2 separate regions of the Anser cygnoides genome follow, and region 2 is linked to region 1. A link is a contact called in public Hi-C data. All regions are on one chromosome and are shown on one strand. The core of a region is the stretch at or near the end of the contact, and the rest is flanking DNA. Distances in the headings are between cores, read along the strand shown. Region 1 overlaps ATF7IP (activating transcription factor 7 interacting protein). Region 2 has its middle 38 kb from the start of ATF7IP.

Region 1 (5,956 bases), core at 1,071-3,570:
ACGAGACCAAGACCACTCGTCTGAAACTATACTATGGACATACTCCAGTTTACCAAGCACATAACCACTTCTTGGTGTGTTTCTCAGTAGGCATAGATCCATGTGAATTCGGTGTTACACAGAACCACTTCCTCAAAAGGCAGAGCACAAGGGTGGGGGACAAGCAGATCTCCAAGCACGGTGACGTCCCACTGCAGTCATGGGGAATAACTGGATTTTGATGCTTCTGTAGAAGGGTACAGCTGCTACCCAGTAACAGAGGAAAGAATAAAAACAGACGTGCTTGGACCTGGCTTGTCTTTCTGCATTTTTTGACTCAACATTTAACATAACACAAACTCGCTAGTGTTAAACCAGCATGACAGAGTTAAGGAGGGAATGTGCAGCCAGGCTATGCGCTTCCTGTTCGCTGCACTTGTGAGCTAACGCTGTTCTGAAGCCCTGGGTCTGAGCCCTGTAAGTTTTTGCTTCAGGTCGTTCCTAGCACTGCACTCGGCTCTCCTGCGCCATTCCCTGCCCACATTCTGCCTCAGGGCCTCGTGGCTCTCTGTTGCTGGGTAGAATTTCAGGAGCCTCTGCCTGATTGGCCGCCGTGCGGATCGCATCCAGCCAATCAGAGAGGGGCCTGTGGCCTGTCGCTGTGAGGCGGTGGCCGGGCGGGAGCGCGGCCGGGGCCGGCGCCCCCTAGGGTGCGGCCGGGAAACTGCAGGGCTCTGAGGCGGGAAATGCCGCCCGGTTCCCAACCAGCCACCCGCCCTGCCACCTCCCTCAGCCCCGGACAACGCGGCGAAAAAATGGCCGGAGGTTCAGTCAGAGCGAACCTTGTTTTGCTGTAGGTACAGGAGGTGGAGCTGGACGGCTTGGCGACGTGATTTTTCTCTCAGAAAATGGCGCGTTCTGCTGCCCCGCTCAGCCAGCGCACACAAAATGTCAGCCTGGAAGGGAACAAAACCTATGATCGCCTATGGTGTGCTAGAAGAAATACTGTTTTTGCTTAGTGTATCTCCTCAGATGTGTTTTTTGCATTTACTTCAAAATATTAAGACATAGTGTTGTTCGTGCACTGGTGGTGTGTATCTTGCGTTCGGTCAGTTAAGCAGACTTGAGTGAGGGGCATGAAAGCGCATTCCTGGTGCGGTATTTCAGCACGTGTTCTGGAAAAACAGATCACAAACTTGTTCTTCTTTGAAAATAGTTTTTAAATTTCTGACGACTTGTATCAACATTGCTATAGATGGTTTCAACTGAAAACTGCTTATTGTGAACCGCCGCTTAAGAGGTAGGTTCTGTTCATTACGTGCATTCTCTGGGACTCTCCATCTAGAACATCGTGCTCCTGACCATTAGCTGTCTCTGTTCCATTGATTCAGCTGTGCTACGTTTTAAGTAGACTTGAATATTTGAGCACTGGTTTTCCTGATCAAAGGCTTTTACTTCCTCCATGTAGTTCTTGTGCTTTTGCAAGTGTTTTATGGTGGTGCTTTTGGCTAGCACTACATACATTCCAGGAAGCCTGTGCAAATGCTGTTCTAGACTGATTATATTATGCAAAACCCATTGTGCACTGTTGCAGAGATTCCAGTTTTTTCCCCCTAGTGTGTTTCCATGACCTTCTCTTTGTCTACTGCCTGTTACCAGGCAGGATTCAGGCAGCCGCTCGCTGATTGGCTCACTTTTTGAGCAGCTCGTGGGCTGTGCTCATGCGAGCTCACGATCATAGGCTAATCCATAGCAGCTAAACTAATACCTTCCTTTGTTGCTTCAGAGCTGCAATCTCTTTGCATGGTAATAATAAATATATATATGTATAAGGGGAAGAGGAGGGAAAAATTTCTAATTGGCTGCAAGAGAAGTCCTTCGTGTATTCTTAGCTACACTGGTACATTTTGGTTTTGCCATCCATCACATATTTGGTAATGAGAAATATTTGCAGATTTGTAATTGGAGGGAGGTGCATGATGGTGTGTTTGTCATGCTGAAGTAAGTATGACTTTAAAGCTTAAAATGAAGAATTTTGATAAATGATACCTAAACAAATACATACAGTATTCATGTGTTGGTGTTTCAAAATTGATTATTGTTTTGTTGAACTTTATTAAACAAAACCACCTTATTTACAGAATTTAACCCTTGCATACTTATCTCTACATGCAGGAGTCATTTCGTACTGCTCTGCACAAATGCCTTTCCTTGAAATAATAGGTGCCACTTCACTGGCTTGGCGCCTGAGCCGCTCATGACCATGTCACAACAAAGAAATGTGATGATGAAAAACTGAAACTACTTAAGCGTCACATGAGGGAAGTGTATAGTAAATGTAGCTAAACTCTGTGTTAATTGTTGAGTATAAAAGGAGACTATCTAAATACATTCCTTTTTAAAACACTAGGAGTTTATAAAGTGTTAAGACTGAATTCATATAGCCTGCTCTCCTTTCTGAAAGGCAGCCTCTACCCCTTTGGTGGACTGGAAGGCAGATATTTATAAGATGATTGCTCATAGGCTTGCACCCATACAACCAAACCTGTCTGAACTGGTTACTGATTAATTTGTTTCTTATTTTACTCAGCTCTCACATGAGATCTGTTACTTGGCTGCAGTGTGCTCCCTTGTGGGTATGGCTGGAAACGCTTTAAGTGTGGTCTGCTGTGATATGTGATACTTAACCAGCATTTAGTTTTCATCTTTAAATCTCATCTATGTTTATAGTTTTGTAGCTTTTCCTTGGTGTTGTTTGGTTGTGAAAGATTGTGGGATTGAGCTGAAAATGTGCATCAATTAAATAGCCATCTAACAATGGAATTTTGTAAGGCTCCTTTGTATCAGTTTCACTGTAGAACTGTATTAGGGTTTTGTCTTTTAGCTATATTTTCGATAATATTGTTAGATATAAACTAAACACATTTTTGAAATACGTTAGTAACTGAAGCTTATTCCTTCAGTATTTTTCTGTTCTAAGAAAAAAAGTAAAGATGTGCATTAACGTAAAAAAGGTATTCTGATGTTTGATTTTTAAGATTGTTATTCTTGGTAAACTGAAAAAGGCAACGTCTTTCATTTTAGTTTTATTTACCATATTTCATGCTATGTTAAAAATATGAATGAAAGGCCGTTTAGATATCTAAGGAAACTAGAGCATACAAATACTACTTTGCTTTAAATTGCATTTTATGATTATACAAACGATGCATTTACAAACTTGATTTTAAGTTGTGTGTGAAATTTTGTAATTGATCGTTAAAATATCATTTGGTTACAGTAAGAGTAAGATCAGATATTACAAAATTCACAAACTCTTTAAAGACTTCAAAATTCAGTGTAATGCTTATAAAAGAAAGCATTGTAGTCAGAGAAATCCAGCTACATGTACTCACTTAATTTTGATACAAAGGCCTTATATCCTTGTACTAGATGAACAGAAGGCTTTAGCTGCTGCCTATCATGAGTCTTAAGAATTGTTCGAGGTTAGCCAAGCCTGACTTTTTTTTTCCTTTCAAAATCGACTCTGCAAGACATACCTCTGAAACAGCATGCATGTTGTAGGGGATTACACTCATGGAACCGTGAGTATGACGATCAGTGCTCTATGTGACAGCCTGATACAGGCTTTTATAGTGACATAAAAAAGCTTTCTGCTGAAGTTCTTGGGAAGGAGGAATGTGTATGCTTTCAGAGACTGCATGCGTGCTTCTAAAATATTTAGAGGTTTTTCTATGCTTCTCATAATTTCAGGACTGTGTTAAATTACTGTGTCACATGTGTTCTCTTCTAGAGGAATATAAAAATACTGTATTTACTATGTAGACTGGTTTGGAAGGATTATTAACAACTCGTCTTGAGTTTGTACTTCATCTGACTGGAAATGGTTATGGGATGAGAATGTTTTCTTACTACAGGTAAACTGATTTTCCAAATCAGTGTTTCTGTAGGTGTGTTGCATTTTGCTTCCACTAGTGGCAGCGCAGTAGTAGACAGTCGTGTTCAGAAACTTGTTCAGACTCTCTTAATGGTATTATGGTGAGTGTAAATAGAGCTGATAAAATCTTCTGTGAAGGTCTTTTTCATCTGTTCGCAAGGTGTGAATGCATCTGTTATTTAAGCTCCATCAGTTACTCAAATATGAAGATTCTACATTGTCAAGCAGAAAAGAATTGAAACAAAGTATAAGGGAATTCAGTGTTAATAAGAAATGGAAAATGACAACAAAAAATCTTTATCACATCTCTTTCCATTTTACCTGTATTTTTGATAAATTATGGTACCTAAGGATGGTAGAAGCCTTATGGTTATGTAATACAGTATGTCATGGTTGTAAGGTCTTGAGTTTATCTTGAGAGTTGAATTTATATTGTACCACAGAATATATATTCCTTTTGTATCTTCAAATATCCTAGTTAGGAAATGCAGAAATGCTAGATTTCCTTCATAAACAAGCTGTTCACAGTAAACTAGGAAGGATCCAGTAGAGGACTACCAAAATGATAGGAGCCTAAAGCACCTACAAAGAGACACTGAAGGAGCTCAATGACTTTAATCTGCTGAAGAGAAGGCTATAAAGGGCAGTCTTACAGCTATTTAGTACTTGTAGACAGGCTTGATTATAAAAAGGGTGGAGCCAACTGTAGTGGTGTGGGATGGTACAGTGGCCATGAGTTGGAGTGTAGGAGTTTCAGGCTGGAAAAAATTCCCCAAGAGGCATTAGTGCAGTAGTGGAACAGGTTAGTTAAAGGTTGTGGAATCTCTGTTGTGTGAATTTTATGACTTTTTATTTAAGCAGAAAACCATGGCAATAGTCCTGCTCTGAGTGGGACGTTGAGTTAGATGATCTCCACAGGTCTCTTTGGGCCACCATTTCTATGATTCTTTGATTCCTTTAAGTAACCAACCGTGTGGCTATATAGGACAATCGTATCCTGCAGTTTTCTTTTCTAAGTCATTCTGGGAAGTTGCTCAGAATTCTAGGGGAGACTCAGTATGGGTGTCCGCCTCCCCAGATACACCTCTCTGTCAGGTCTGCTTTGAAATAAAGGAACTTATTTTCTTAAATCCTTTAGGACACGGTCAGTAAACTCGTTGCTACCATCATCTTTAGGAAGAACAGGTTGAGTTGGTATCAATGACAATGAGGGCTGTGGCTTTTAAAAACACATTTGACATCAGCTCTCCTGTAGATGTGGTAGACGTGCCGTCATTGCTACAGAGCATGGCTCAGACGTCAAGGAACTCCTATGCCAAAGGTTTACTCTGTGGGCAAAATACTTGAAATGTTGATGAACTTTTGATAGTAGATTTAAGGTGTTGCCTCTAGGTCAGCTGCCATGTTGAGCCAGTACTGTGCCACCAGGCCGCTCCCCTAAGTTACTGCCCAAAGTTAGGAATGGCTTTAAAGTAGCTTAATCAAGTAATGCTTAAGTGTTATATGTATGATATATTAGCCTGAACTGGAATAGTTGTTGATACCTATCTCAGCTGACGAAGCTTAGCCTGCCTCAAACCCATAAGCCTTTGATTCTCATAGCTCAGATGGTGCACTAAGTCACTGAAGATAAGTATATTTAAAATGAATAAGGTATCAGAGCAATAGCCTAATTATTTACGTAACTCTTGCTTTCCTGTTAATGAATGCAGTAATTCGATGATACAAATTGTGTTTCAATTTATGACTGATATTTTTGGTGTGAGTCTCTGAAACTTCCTTGTCCTGTAAAGGTGTTGTAATGATGGCGAATACTGCAGATACTTCTGATGATAAAACATGATTGATTCTTGGAGCAATTGGATGTTTGGGGCCTAAAGGAGAGACGGACGTATTTGAAAGCTCTAGGCATGTTCATTTAGTTGGATATTTGAATTATTATTAAAAATAATATTTTTTTTTACCCCACCTGAAAAGACAGTACAGTGTTCAATGAGTTTCTGAGGTCTGTAAATGAAAGTGAATTGGAGGAAGATGCAA
Region 2 (5,956 bases), core at 1,717-4,216, 86 kb before region 1:
TGAGACAGGATGTTTTCCTCAAGAATGTCAATATAATGGTCTTCCTGATTAGCAGTTCCTCAATTAATCATCCTTTAGACATCTCCAAGGCCTGGGTCATCTTGCCCTTTCCTCAATTTGCATATTTTAACACTTTCACACAAAACAGAGTTAACTATACACTGGTGTCAGCTGGGTGAGAGTTTGGCTTCTAACTTGGGCCAGCCCATCACAACTCCTTTTACATGTGGATGGCAAACGGTTTGCACATGTATGAACTTTTCTTCCTACTTTGCTTGGGAGCCTCTACATTTTGCATACATTTCACAGTATCACAGTATCACAGATTTCTAGGTTGGAAGAGACCTCAAGATCATCGAGTCCAACCTCCGACCTAACACTAAGTACTCCACTAAACCATATCGCTAAGCTCTACATCTAAACGTCTTTTAAAGACCTCCAGGGATGGTGACTCCACCACCTCCCTGGGCAGCCCATTCCAATGCTTAATAACCCTTTCGGTAAAGAAGTACTTCCTAACATCCAACCTAAAACTCCCCTGGCGCAACTTTCGCCCATTCCCCCTCGTCCTGTCACCAGGCACGTAGGAGAACAGACCAACCCCCACCTCTCTACAGCCTCCTTTAAGGTAACTGTAGAGAGCGATAAGGTCGCCCCTGAGCCTCCTCTCCTCCAGGCTGAACAAGCCCAGCTCCCTCAGCCGCTCCTCGTAAGACTTGTTCTCCAGACCCCTCACCAGCTTGGTCGCCCTTCTCTGGACTCGCTCGAGCACCTCCATGTCCTTCCTGTAGCGAGGGGCCCAAAACTGAACACAGTACTCGAGGTGCGGCCTCACCAGAGCCGAGTACAGGTGCACAATCACTTCCCTAGACCTGCTGGCCACACCGCTTCTTATACAAGCCAGGATGCTGTTGGCCTTCCTGGCCACCTGGGCACACTGCTGGCTCATATTCAGCCGACTATCCACCAATACTCCCAGGTCCTTCTCGGCCAGGCAGCTTTCCAGCCACTCATCTCCCAGCCTGTAGCTCTGCTTGGGGTTGTTGCGCCCCAGGTGCAGGACCCGGCACTTGGCCTTGTTGAACTTCATACAGTTGACCTCAGCCCATCGCTCCAGCCTATCCAGATCCTCCTGCAGAGCCTTCCTGCCCTCGAGCAGATCGACACACGCACTTAGCTTGGTGTCATCTGCAAACTTACTGAGGGTGCACTGGACGCCCTCATCCAGATCATCGATAAAGATATTAAAGAGGACCGGCCCCAGTACCGAGCCCTGGGGGACACCACTAGTGACCGGCCTCCAACCAGATTTGACTCCATTCACCACAACTCTCTGGGCCCGGCCATCCAGCCAGTTTCTAACCCAGCGAAGCGTACGCCAGTCCAAGCCCCGAGCAGCCAGTTTCTTGAGGAGAATGTTGTGGGGAACTGCGTCAAAAAGCCAATTTGTCACAGCATACCAAACAGACGACTTGTGCCTGCTGTCTGTGCCATCCTCAAAATCAGTAGTTGTAGTACACATATTTTTATCTCCAGATGTGGATGTGAATGGCATGCCCACAAGGCAGAAGTCTTTACAAAACCTAGCACTTACACCCTTCAGGACAATGGAAGCAGCACAGAGCCGTTTTACCACCTGAAGCCTGTGGAGATGAGGCCTACAGGTGAATGACTGACTTACAGAGATTCAGGTGGATGTACACATCACCACATGTGTTTGCCTCTCCTCATTAAGGTCAGGGGGAGTGGCTCGGGTATCTGCCTTGTTCAGAAACAGTTTAACAGTATCAGTGAGACAAATAAACATCTTGCTGCCACAAAAAGGGAGTTGCATCACTCCTTTGCCCACACCTCCCTTGTGGCTACATGTAACAGACCTAGTTTAGAGAGTCCAGCCTTTGCTTGACTCTTTGTTGTGCCAGCTCAACTCATGGATCTGGTAGCACTTTTCCTTTGACCAGTGCCAGAGCTAATGCAGGTGTAGGGGAGGGATTCCTTCAGCAGCAAGCCAACTGACAGATCTACTCAGGTTAATTATCAAACTAATGCCAGGGAAAGAGAGTGGCAACCATATACATGTCCCTCACTGTTGAGGAAGTAGGAAATGTCCCCCTGCAGTTTGTAGGGTCACACTACCTCAGTTCTTCTCCAAAACGTGGCCAGATCAGGTTTCCTTTGATCTGTAAGAATAGGGTGGGTGGATCAGCAAAGGAAAAAAAAAAAAAGTGTTCTTTGGTTACGGAATGACAAAATTTGGGGTGTGTTTATCCTCCTAGTGACTGTGAAAGGTGGGGCAGAAGGGACAGGGTACCACCCAGGTTTCCTTGCCTCCTGTACTGCCATGAGGTGATCACAGCCTGTGGCTGTGAGGAGAGGAGCACAGAGGGGCCTTTGTCTGCCATGACCTTGGCAGGTAACCGAGCTCTGTTCCTCCTTTTGGGGCTGTGACAGGAGGGGGGACAGTGTACAGGACAGGCAGGAGAGGACAGGAGTGTCTCTGAGGGATGGGGCACCAAGGAGCCCATGTGCAGCACACCTTCTGTGGATGGGGGGGGGGGGGGGTGGCTTTGGCCAAAAAGGGCATGGTTTGTGACACGTTCATTTCTTCCAGAAGTGGAAAAAACACGTAAAGCACACAGTATTTTCCACATTGTGGCAGAGAGGAAAATGTGGGTCAAGCGCCAGGGCAGCCAGGCGAGATGTCAATTGTGAGGGCAGCGCGGGGCTCGGCCAGGGCCCACCCAGGCGGTGGAGGGACAAAGGGCCACGGTGCTGTGGGAGGGAGGCCCGGGAAGGAGGAGGCGGAGGCAGGGGAGAGGAAGGCGGGGGCGCTGCCCGCAGCCAGCACAGCCGGCCCGGGCCGGTTCGAGCCGGTCTGAGCCGGTTGTGGCTCTGCAAGGAGACTGCAGCTGCGGAGGCTGCCGCTTGCATCAGGGCGAGCGGCACTCTTCGGACTGGATTCCTCCGAGCCTTCGGAGCGGAGCTCCACGCGAAGGTGGCCCCGCGCGGCTGCTGCCGGCAGACACAATACGGCCCGGCCCGGCCCGGCTCTGCCGCAGCGCGGAGCCGGAGCCGCCTGCATGTGGGGATCCGCTCCTGGCTTTGCGTGTCGCCCCGCGCGGCCGCAGGCTGCCGGAGGGGCAGGGAGGCCCCGGTGTCGGGTTTCAGCGGAGTCCTGTGGCTGCTGGGGGCGGGGAGGGGAAGGGAGGGGAGCGGCGGCGAGGGGGCGCCTCAGGGCCGGGCCGGGCAAAGCCAGGCCAGGCAAAGCCAGGCTGGGCTAGGCTGGCCTGAGGGCCGCTGGGAGGGCAGCGTGCGGCTCTCACCGGCCATGGAGCTCCAGCTGCCCCTCACACGGCCACCCCAAGTCCCGGGGTGCCCCTGTCGGGCATCGGTTGGCAGGACGGGTGCTGCTGAGGTGGCGCGGGGCAGGAAGCCTCTTGTGGTGTGTGGAGAAGGGAGCTGGATTTTCCCAGTGGTCCTTTAAACTCAAGCTTTTTTGGACTTACCTAGAATCTTTGAAATGACTTTCACACCACGTCTGTTTGGTGGTTTGTTTGTGTGTGTGTTTCTTTTGCACCTTATTTGTGCATATGCAAATACTGCATTTGATCTACTGTGGTCGCATTCAAAGTACAAAAAATCATCCAAACCCTTTTGTACGGGAAGTGACAATCTCCCTTGGAACACGTTTGCCTTTTTTTTTTTTCCTCCCCAGCTGATAAAATCTCATTATTAAAGTGCCCGTCACTGCAGCACAGAGGAACAGGCATCCAGACTCCTGACTTTCTTTGCGAAATGCTTTCACACTTTAATGCTTTACTTAATAGAAGACCGTTCTTTTCACTTCCCCAGCCTAAAGTACCATTTTATTACATCGTGTTTTCTAGAACAGGTATTAGTGGCTGTCTGTAGCATAGTAAGTCAACCTACTTTTAACAAATGTTATACTTTTCATCTGTACATTACCTGCACGGAGATCTGCAGTATCTCTGAACATACACAATTTCTGGTCTTAATATCATTTTATCCTTTCTGTCACATCCAGTTGTTAACAGGAACATAAACTGGCCTATGGTGTTTCAGCCTAAGGGCTAACTCAGTCATAATACTGAATTAGTAAAAGAACAGCCTTGTCCCCTCCCTTTCTATTAGATTAGATCTCTCCATGTGTCTTTAATCTCCTCATATGTGTTTGATTTACTTCTAGTTTCAGTCTTTCATCTCGCTGTCTTAGATTATGTTACATCATTCTCTGGATAACCCTGATAAATGGGGGCCACTCCCTGTCTGTCATCAAGAGTTTTTCTTTCTTTTTTGCCCCTCAGGGCATACCAACATGTCACTTTTTCACCATTGGTACAAATTTGTGAGAGGTGGGAATGGCGGTGCAGGAAAGGTGTTCCCTTGTTTAGCTATCTGACCCATTTAAAGTACAGTCTTAAAGTCTCACAATAAAAATCCTCGTGGCTGCCCAGATTTTGCCTGCAGCAGTATTCTTGCATGTCTTATCAGAAGTAGAGCTGCTCTGATAACTCTAAAGCAGTCACAGGAGATAATCTAGTTCAGAAAGAACCTAAACGTGTAGGAAGAGATAGGAGCTGTATTTTGCTCTTTGGAAGCCCAAAGGAGTCAGCATATGTCAATATGGACAAATTATATTTTTAGAAGCACTAAATATGGACAGAGTTCACTGGACCAGATGTGTTTGTGTCACAGCTCAATATCTTTAGTACTTGGAGTACAAGATGTGTCAGTTGCTCAGATCCTTATTCCCTTCCAAGGAGATCTACAAATAAATGCAGCTGTTAGCAGGTATTCTTTCTCCTTGACGTGAAAGATAATGAAGCAAGAGAGCTCCTTTACATTGGTTGCTACAGTGCAGTTACCTCTGGTTGGTTGGGTGAGCCACTTCTGCTGCACTCCTCTTGTATCATCTGTATCATCAAAGGGTGGGGATGGGTCCCATGCTGTACTGTAGAATTAAAACTATATTGAAATGCATGGGATGATTTATCCTCCTAGTACTCTCCAGTTCTTCTGGAGCTGCCTCTTCTGTTGTCGTTTGTTTTCTTATTACAAAAGAATAGAACTCTTGCCATGGGGTGTTATTTTGTGTATCATCAGAGGGGGGGGAAAAAAAAAAGACAAAAAAATGTTTCTGTTCCTTTAGTTCATGGTTGTTGTGTCTTGACATACTTTTGGAACAGAGAAAATCAGACCTGATTATCTATGACACAGATGCAGGAGCTGTAAATTTGTTGCAGCCAGATTTTTTAACCCATGTTTACTTGAGAATTGTGACTTGACGAACAAGGTGGTTTATAGAAAGCATGCGTCTCCTAAACAGTGGTGAATATGAGGTGTTTCATTCAGAGTTGCTTTGTTAATTTTGTCATACTTTAAACTTATTTTGTTTTTACAAGTAAAAAAAAAAAATCCTGAATTATAAAACAGCATCTTTCTCTCATCTTCTATACCAAATGTCTCCCCCAGTGCGTTCATTCAATATAACATTTTGGAGTTCCAGTGAGATATTCATATCTGGAAGATTGCACATGAGATATTATAACTGAGGCAATCATTAAGTAGATTATTTTAGTCATTCACATATTTTAGATGTCTTGTTTAACACATTGCAAAGGAAGCATATGTTCTTGCACTTTGAAGAAAGAACATAGTATCACCTCTGTCACAGATCCTTTTATAGGGTAGGCATGAGAAAGTTTGTTCATGTTAGCATGAGAATAGCACTAAGTGACTTGCTGATGGTCATGGTAAGTCAGGTCATACTGAGTCATACACAGAAAGTCAGTCATCTGATGGTTAACCACTAGACTGTACTGCTCAAATTACTGGGGTTTACATTTTTTAATGAAATAGAGTTGCAATTCTTTATTCACCTATCTGCAAAAGGCATTTAAAACAATGTAGGATGCTCTGTGAAATATTCCTCTTT

The links. Hi-C and Micro-C count contacts between places; a contact is called where the count stands out from the background.
Region 2: a contact with region 1 is called in a Hi-C map of liver, with 10 times the contacts expected there. The contact joins two enhancer-like sites. A contact is called at or near these places in 4 of 7 Hi-C or Micro-C datasets (fetal liver, granulosa cells and liver).

Annotation. Positions count from the first base shown.
Region 1 is chr1:44,793,380-44,799,335 of Taihu_goose_T2T_genome, reverse strand. The region is part of intron 1 of ATF7IP (activating transcription factor 7 interacting protein); the gene reads left to right. Among named protein-coding and RNA genes, the nearest start is that of ATF7IP, 49 kb to the left of the region's middle. Within about 2 kb of position 2,320, at least 3 of the 3 cell types and tissues checked have open chromatin away from gene starts, as enhancers often do. A contact at or near this core is called in fetal liver and liver, where this site is marked.
Region 2 is chr1:44,879,836-44,885,791 of Taihu_goose_T2T_genome, reverse strand. No RefSeq gene overlaps it. Among named protein-coding and RNA genes, the nearest start is that of ATF7IP, 38 kb to the right of the region's middle. Within about 2 kb of position 2,966, at least 3 of the 3 cell types and tissues checked have open chromatin away from gene starts, as enhancers often do. A contact at or near this core is called in fetal liver and liver, where this site is marked.